Regions from separate parts of the Mus musculus genome. Here region 2 is linked to region 1. Evidence: chromatin contacts called from public promoter capture Hi-C data. All regions are on one chromosome and are shown on one strand. Each heading gives the region's core, a stretch centred on a gene start, on an enhancer-like site or on the middle of the called end of the contact. The rest is flanking DNA. Distances are from core to core; before and after follow the strand shown. Region 1 overlaps Vwf (Von Willebrand factor). Region 2 overlaps Vwf (Von Willebrand factor).

The links. Capture Hi-C pulls out chosen DNA fragments and counts their contacts.
Region 2: a promoter capture Hi-C map of adipose tissue shows a contact between it and region 1. The contact joins two enhancer-like sites. A contact is called at or near these places in 1 of 15 datasets of contacts at CTCF or cohesin (embryonic stem cells), 42 of 484 Hi-C or Micro-C datasets (the CH12 cell line, ECoMG myeloid progenitors, the HPC-7 cell line and 28 more), 2 of 115 datasets of contacts at active chromatin or transcription factors (embryonic stem cells and pancreatic cancer cells) and 3 of 9 other capture datasets (adipose tissue, liver and pancreatic islet).

What each region holds. Positions count from the first base shown.
Region 1 is chr6:125,601,772-125,605,512 of GRCm38.p6, forward strand. Vwf (Von Willebrand factor) reads left to right here. Exons shown (of 52, transcript NM_011708.4): 14 at 1,553-1,748; 15 at 2,359-2,574. Among named protein-coding and RNA genes, the nearest start is that of Vwf, 51 kb to the left of the region's middle. Within about 2 kb of position 1,625, at least 165 of the 459 cell types and tissues checked have an H3K27ac peak or open chromatin away from gene starts, as enhancers often do. A contact at or near this core is called in adipose tissue, where this site is marked.
Region 2 is chr6:125,652,933-125,656,534 of GRCm38.p6, forward strand. It overlaps Vwf (Von Willebrand factor), which reads left to right. Exons shown (of 52, transcript NM_011708.4): 35 at 2,100-2,320. Among named protein-coding and RNA genes, the nearest start is that of Ano2, 36 kb to the right of the region's middle. Within about 2 kb of position 1,334, at least 6 of the 459 cell types and tissues checked have an H3K27ac peak or open chromatin away from gene starts, as enhancers often do. A contact at or near this core is called in adipose tissue, where this site is marked.

The sequences.
Region 1 (3,741 bases), core at 375-2,874:
TAAGTACTTTTCCCTTGAAAAATAAGTTAGACGGGGATCAGGAGACAACAGTAAGTAAGCAGCAAGAAAAATACCATGGCCGCACATGGCTGCAGATCTCCTTAACGATTCATTTAATAGAAGACAGCTGGATTCTCATATCTCTTTCTGCAATCAATCTGCTACAGCATTTCAGATCACAGGGCCTCTGGAAAATTCCACTGTGTGCTTGTAAGGCAATGAGAAGGGACAGACAAGAACGAGATCATGGAATTATGGAAATATTCAGTCTGGAAGGACCTTGAAAGACCCTCATGGCTTTGAGAAACAGCATCCGAGGTCACAGCAGTGTGCTTTAGTTTTAAGCTGGAAAGTCAGGGAAAAGACCTTGATTGCCTTGTGTGTGTGTGTGTGTGTGTGTGTGTGTGTGTGTGTGTGTGTGTGTGACTTGGCATTTGTAAAACAAACAAGGAAGGCCATTTGCCCACCTTTCTTAGTTGCATGTATGTCTGTGGGTCTGGAACCTTCCACATGCACCTTGTTAAGTCACAGCTGGGAGCTAGAAGGGGCTTCCAAGATGACTACGGGGACTCAGGCCTGACCTGTGAGACTTTGGATCATCAGGATGGGGGGTGTGCGGGGACCACCTGGTTTCACTGATTACCCACAGAGCTATCATTGGACTCTTGGGGTCTGGTCCCTACCAGTTCTTCAAATCTGCACCATGGAATTCAGTGGCGCCCCAGCTGTCCTGGGAAAAAGCTGCCTCCACACCACTGCTTGGCCCTGAGTGTGCACTTTGGGGTCAAACTCATCATGGCTCACTGCTGAGGTCTGATCAGCGAGTGAGAGACGGGGCTAGAATCTGAGCCCTGCTTCCTTGAGAGAAGGGGATAGAATCTGAGCCCTGCTTCCTTCCTGGTGTCCTCAGCAGGAGATTAGAAGACAGGTGTTGCTCCTGGACACCAGACACAAGCTCCTGGGGGCTTGGACTACACCGTCCTCAGTCTGCCTTGTCTGTTTGTAACTAATATCTGTCCAACGAACAGTTTGCATGTTCTCTCACTGTTGCTTAGCCCATGTCTGTTGATAGTCACTTTAGTCACAGACATAGGGAGCACGAAGGTCTGGGGGATTCAAGTTGCTTGCTCTTTCCAGCCGTGTCACCCTCGATGGGATCTTAGGCAATCTCTCCCTCCCTCCCCCTCTTCTTCCTCCCTCTCTCCCTCCCCCTTTCTCCCTCTTTCTCTCTTTCCCTATCTCCCTCCTCCTTCTCTTCTCTTTCCCTGTGTCCCTCCTCCTCCCCTCCCCCTCCCCCCCTCCTTCTTCTTCTCTCTCTCCCCCTAATTCCTAGAATCCTTCTGGCTGACTTTTCTTTGAGGAGCGACAGCCAGCTGCACGACACCTAGCTGCATAGCTTGCAGTGGTCCTCCAGTTCGCAGCCCGGGACTTAGTCGTCCTGACATTAATTTTTCACCTGGGGAAATTTTTTGGTGCAAATGATCTCATTAACTAAGTGGAACCATTGTGGCACTGGGGGACAGCTGCTCCAAGGCCCGGCTTCTTCCGGCAGCTGTCCCCAGTCTATTCTGGGAAGACCTGTGGCTTGTGTGGGAATTACAACGGCAACAAGGGAGACGACTTCCTCACGCCGGCCGGCTTGGTGGAGCCCCTGGTGGTAGACTTCGGAAACGCCTGGAAGCTTCAAGGGGACTGTTCGGACCTGCGCAGGCAACACAGCGACCCCTGCAGCCTGAATCCACGCTTGAGTATGTGAGCCGCAGACCCCGGGGTCTCCCGTGGTCCAGGCAGGCATTCCACGGGACACAGAGAGAGGGAAGGCAAAGGCGGAGCCATTGGCCCAGCCTTTATTTTGACCACTGGCCGTTGAGATCCACATTTGGCTCATTTCCTTTTCAAAGTTTGTTTATTGAACACCCTCCATCCATGGGTGAAATCCCAAGAAAGAATAGAATATTGGGTCGTTTCTGGCCCGGAAAAGACCCAGTCTAGAGCAGCGGTGGGTGTGGGAGCTTAAAGTTGACTTGTATGATAGATGCGCTGCAGTGACCCTGTGTGGACACGGTGCTGCGACATCTCTGCTCTTGCTAGCTTCTGCTACTCTAACCACCGTCTCCGGTCAGTGGGTCTTTGGGGAACGCACATTTACCCGTTACTGAGCCAAACGCAGAACTGTACATTGGCACCAGAAGCCAGAGCCAGATAGATTAATTTTGGTAGCAACAGAAAAGGGAACTGGCTTTGTTTGTGGGGAAGAGGGTGGGGTGAGGTATGGATGTTAGAGTCCCTGAGGCTGGCCCCAGAGGAACGGGCAGGGCCACGTCTTGTTCTGCACAGGCTCTCCTTTCTCTTCAACAGCCAGGTTTGCAGAGGAGGCTTGTGCGCTCCTGACGTCCTCCAAGTTCGAGGCCTGCCACCACGCAGTCAGCCCTCTGCCCTATCTGCAGAACTGCCGTTATGATGTTTGCTCCTGCTCCGACAGCCGGGATTGCCTGTGTAACGCAGTAGCTAACTATGCTGCCGAGTGTGCCCGAAAAGGCGTGCACATCGGGTGGCGGGAGCCTGGCTTCTGTGGTGAGAACTCCATAACCAGTTAACCTCCTTTAGGCAATCAATTCAAACTCTTCTGACAACTTGTGGGTCTGGGTCCACCTGTCCTTTTCAAAGGTACTTTCTTTGAATAATTTCATTTGGAAACAGGCCCCAGTGACAAACTTGGGGCTACAGTTCTTTTGCAGCCATTTCTCCTGCCTTCTGCTCTTGGCTGGTAATGGGGTGGGTTCCTGCGTAAAAGTAAGTTGGAACTCCTTACAGAAGCCATGGACTTTGGAGTTGCATAGGCCTGGCTGAGAGTGCCTGTAAATGCTGCCACCTAGTGTTCATTCCTTGTATGAGCATGCCGTGGTGTGAGTTTGGAATGCTGGAATCCTTTGCTTGTAATGTCAGGCAAGGCAGACGTGGGACCTGGCCCACGGTCTTTGGCATCGTATAAAGTTATGCAGCATTGAATAATGCCATTGTTCTAGTTGAATTTGCATCTGTCCTAAGCTGTGGTAGATTCCTGCCATCAAAGATGGTCTTTGCTCCTGCACCGTGGTCCCCTGGGCAGTTAAACCCTGCTTACTGTTTTGTTGTTTTTCCTCTGGAGACATTTGGCTAGTGTCCAGGCTTAGACAACTGGGAGACAGAATCTTGAAGCTTCCTTTTGAGACCTCCCTCGGAGGTGCCTGTCAATCACACTGAGTGAAGGGACAGCTGAGGAGGACTCTCTGGGGAGGTGTTCTCGATCAAAGGTTTGCAGAGGTGCTTTTGTGTCAGAGAGAGGTTAGCAGGGCAGGAGTTTGGGCAGATAGTCTGGAGGAGGAAGGTAGGTGGAACTCTGAGTTTCAGGGTGTGGGCGTCAGATTTCCTTAAACTAGAGTTACATATGGTCACGAGCCACCGTATGAATGCTGCAGAATACACCAGCATCCTGTGCAAGAACAGCTAGTGCTCCTGGTGGCCGAGTGGCCTCTTTGTCCCTCAGTATTTTTTCCTCTTAGTTTGTGTTGTCATTTTGGTTGTTTATTGAGATAAAGTTTCACTCTGAAGCTCAGGCTATGCCAGAATTCATGATCTTGAACTGGTATTGGATTCAAGGTAATCCACCTGCCTCAGTGCTGGGGAAGCAGGGGGACAGTAGTTAGGGGAAGTGGTAAAAAAAATAATAACATTATGGACTTGATGAGACATACATGTGTC
Region 2 (3,602 bases), core at 84-2,583, 51 kb after region 1:
ATGTGGAGAGAGGAGGTAGAGTGGATTCGAAGGCGCATTGATGAGTGGTATAATTGTGAAAATGTTTGTAGCTCTCTGATAACATTTTATCGTGTGTACCTCAGCTTCTCATTCTGTAGTTGGGTTACTTTAACCTTTCCTGTGTCTCGGGAGTGTGTCACACAACGGAGTGTGTCAATAGATGTGGCCCATTACAACTGGTAGGGGCTGGAGAGATGGGTCACTGATTACAAGCACATGGTGTTCTTCCAGAGGACCCAGGATGGATGTCTAGCCCCCCACATGGCAGCTCACAACTCTCATAACTTCAGCTCCAGAGGATCTGATGCTGTCTGGTCTCCATAGTCACACTGGACAGGCACACATGCAGGCAAAATACCCATAAACAACAGAAAGAGAGAAGGAAAGAAAGAAAGAAAGAAAGAAAGAAAGAAAGAAAGAAAGAAAGAAAGAGAGAGACAGACCTTGCCACTAAACAGGAGTACACAGTGATGGTTTGTTGAAAGATAAATTAGTATTGTGAAAATGGAAGTGCCTAAGATTCTATATGCCTCCCACACTGTTGAATTTCATCTGTGGCATTGACTTAGTCATAAGATTTATGGATCTATTTATCAAACAAAACATTCATGTCATGTACTCTTAGGCTGGCGTCTGGTCTAGATTGCAACTCTTATGACAGTCCCCAAGGGTAGTGATTGCAACCCCATTAGGCAAGAGAGATGGGAGAAGATCACTGAAGTTCAACAGTTTAACTGTGCCTTTAAGTAAGCAATTGGCAAGACACAACACAATTCTGAGCTTCTTTGGCTCTAACTTACCATGTCACAGTTGATGTGGTGGTGGACAGAGATATTCTGGTTAACAATCTTTGTCTTGGGATGTACTGATTCATTGTCATTGGTAATTGAGGTTGTTTGCTTGATATAACACTATTAACAGCTGAATAGTAGGGAACATTTTACTCAGTTCCCCACAGCTATGTCAAAATACCTGATACTACAAAGTTAAAAAGAAGAAAGGTTTATCTTCACCCACAGCCTGGGGGGTGGGGGGTTGTCTACGGTCACCTGGATCCATTTGAGTTTTGGGCCATGGTGAGGTAGCCCATTCTAGCAAGAACATGTGGCGGCAGGAGAGGGCCGCTCACCTCATGGCTCTATGAAGGGGCTGATGTGCTGATAACCTAACTTCCGTCTACTCAGCTAGATCCCTGGACATCCTACAGTGCCATCATCTGGCAGCCAAGCCTTTGGGGTACACTTACTCAAGTCCCAACAGGGCTCACTAGCAGCACGAGTACCCTTGGGAGCATGGCATTCAATCTGTTACTTGGAAAAGGATACGTGTTCAAGGAATTGGGTGAAAGCCATGGAGGCTGCCCAGCTCTGAGAGATGGCACAGCAGCCCTGCCAGTCACGCTATGTTGATAATCACCTGCAAAAGTTGGCAGTGCCCAGGCCTAGTTATGAGTCAGGGGTGTTGATGGGGTCTCACACTGAACTTGCCTTTCATTGCTTGTGTGTGTGTTAAAATTCACCCCCATAAACAAGTCATGATTTGTGTGAAAAAATCATCTCCAATGTCCCTTAGGTCCAAGACTCACTTTCAAATCTGTGGCACTGGCACATTCAAAGCGGGGATATTCTCCCAGAGTCATCTTACGTGGAAGCACAATGGTTAACTTTCCCACATTGTATTAATAGGGACCTTGAGAATTTGCTGATTATGTGAGTGACTGGGTCCCGAGTGAGTTCTGAGATCCGACTGTTTATTTTGGCCTAGGAAATATTTCTCTGGTGTAATCTCTTATGGGCTAAGTCACTGCAGCTACTAGTGCTGTTAGCTGGAGGGACACTTGTGTCTTGAGGTGAATTTTCTTTACAGTGCCGTCATGAATAGCTTGCTTAGTTCCTCATGCTTTCAACATTACCATGTACCCTTGAAGTGTTGTCACTTTCTTTCCTGGAGCAGTTCCCCCTCCCTCACCCCAGTGGCTGGCTCACGTTGACTATGTGCAGCATGCATGTCTGCATCGCTGCAGACATGCATGAGGTGGGCTGGATACCGTCCGTCTAGCATTGGCTTTCCCCACTCAGGTGTGTGCACGGGCAGTTCCACTCGGCACATCGTCACCTTCGATGGGCAGAATTTCAAGCTTACTGGTAGCTGCTCCTATGTCATCTTTCAAAACAAGGAGCAGGACCTGGAAGTGCTCCTCCACAATGGGGCCTGCAGCCCCGGGGCAAAACAAGCCTGCATGAAGTCCATTGAGATTAAGCATGCTGGCGTCTCTGCTGAGCTGCACAGTAACATGGAGGTGAGAGGCATTTTCTGTGTGATCCATGGCAGGGGCAGAGCGGAGCTTCAGGAAAACCACATGGAGCTGGTTTTAGCTGCCGCTGCCTGGGAGTCAGCCTTCCACTTGACTAGCCGGGCACTTCCTCCTTCAGTGGGCTTCCTTGCTGTCTCTCCGGTCTTGGCATGATTTCTTTCACATTGCTCTGGGTCCAGATTTGGGAGAGCGGGTTTTAGATAGCGAGTTGTGTATTTAGTTCCAGTTTCTGGCATTGATGAGAAACTGGGTTGGCACCAGGACCATGGATACACTAGGCATTATGAGCCCAGTGCTCAAGGCCTGGGGGCTTTCCAAACAGAAATATTTAGTGCCTAAATCAGGGCCTTTGAAAATATTTAGGGCCTCGACAAAACGTATGGCTTCAAAACTTAGAGAGGAGGCTGCCAAACTGCTCTAAATAACTGTTTGATTAAATGCTTACAAAAGGTTATATTATGCCAACTTCTTTACTCGTTCATTTAGAAATCATAAATATTTCATGGTGTGAGAACGACTTGTAGACGAGATTTTTCTCACTTGGTAAGAATTCGTGAGTATGAGCACTAGTTGCTGAGAAGTCAGAGTTAGTCATGTTACCAAACGAGGAGCTCATAGCCAAAGGAATCTTAAAATCAGAGTTATGAAAAAAAAAACCCAACCCTTCCAAGGTTTTTACAACAAAACTACATTTGCTGCCGAATGTGAGTACATTTTTAATATCTTTGATGCGCTACATGGAGAGATCTCAGAAGGAAGACTGAGGACTTGAAACCATGGTAGCAGCTGCTTCATCCTGGAGACGATGCCCTAGTAGTTGGTGCGGTGACAACTCACCTAGCCTACTGGGAAGGGCTATGGAGGTTCACTCATCTGGCTCCCTGAAGCCCTGGGCTTTCTGGTTCAGGTGCACGCTGCCTGCCTGGTGGTTATTATACAGCTCTGTATAAAGCCTCTTTTTTTTTCTGGAAGAGCTGCTGACAAGCTTTGTAGGTGACGCTTCAGTCAGAGGAGTGTGAGAAATGCAAGGGAACTTTAGTAACTTCAGCAAGAAGCTGAGAATGAAGTTGTAGGATGAGCTAGAGCAGTGGTTCTCAACTTGTGGGTTGCAACCCCTTTGGGGGTTGACCGACCCTTTCCCAGAGGCCTCCTAAGACCATTGGAAAACACGGACATTTATATTACGATTCACAACAGTTGCAAAATTGCAGTTATGAAGTAGCAATGAAAATAGTTCTATGGTTGTGCATCACCACAACATGAGGGA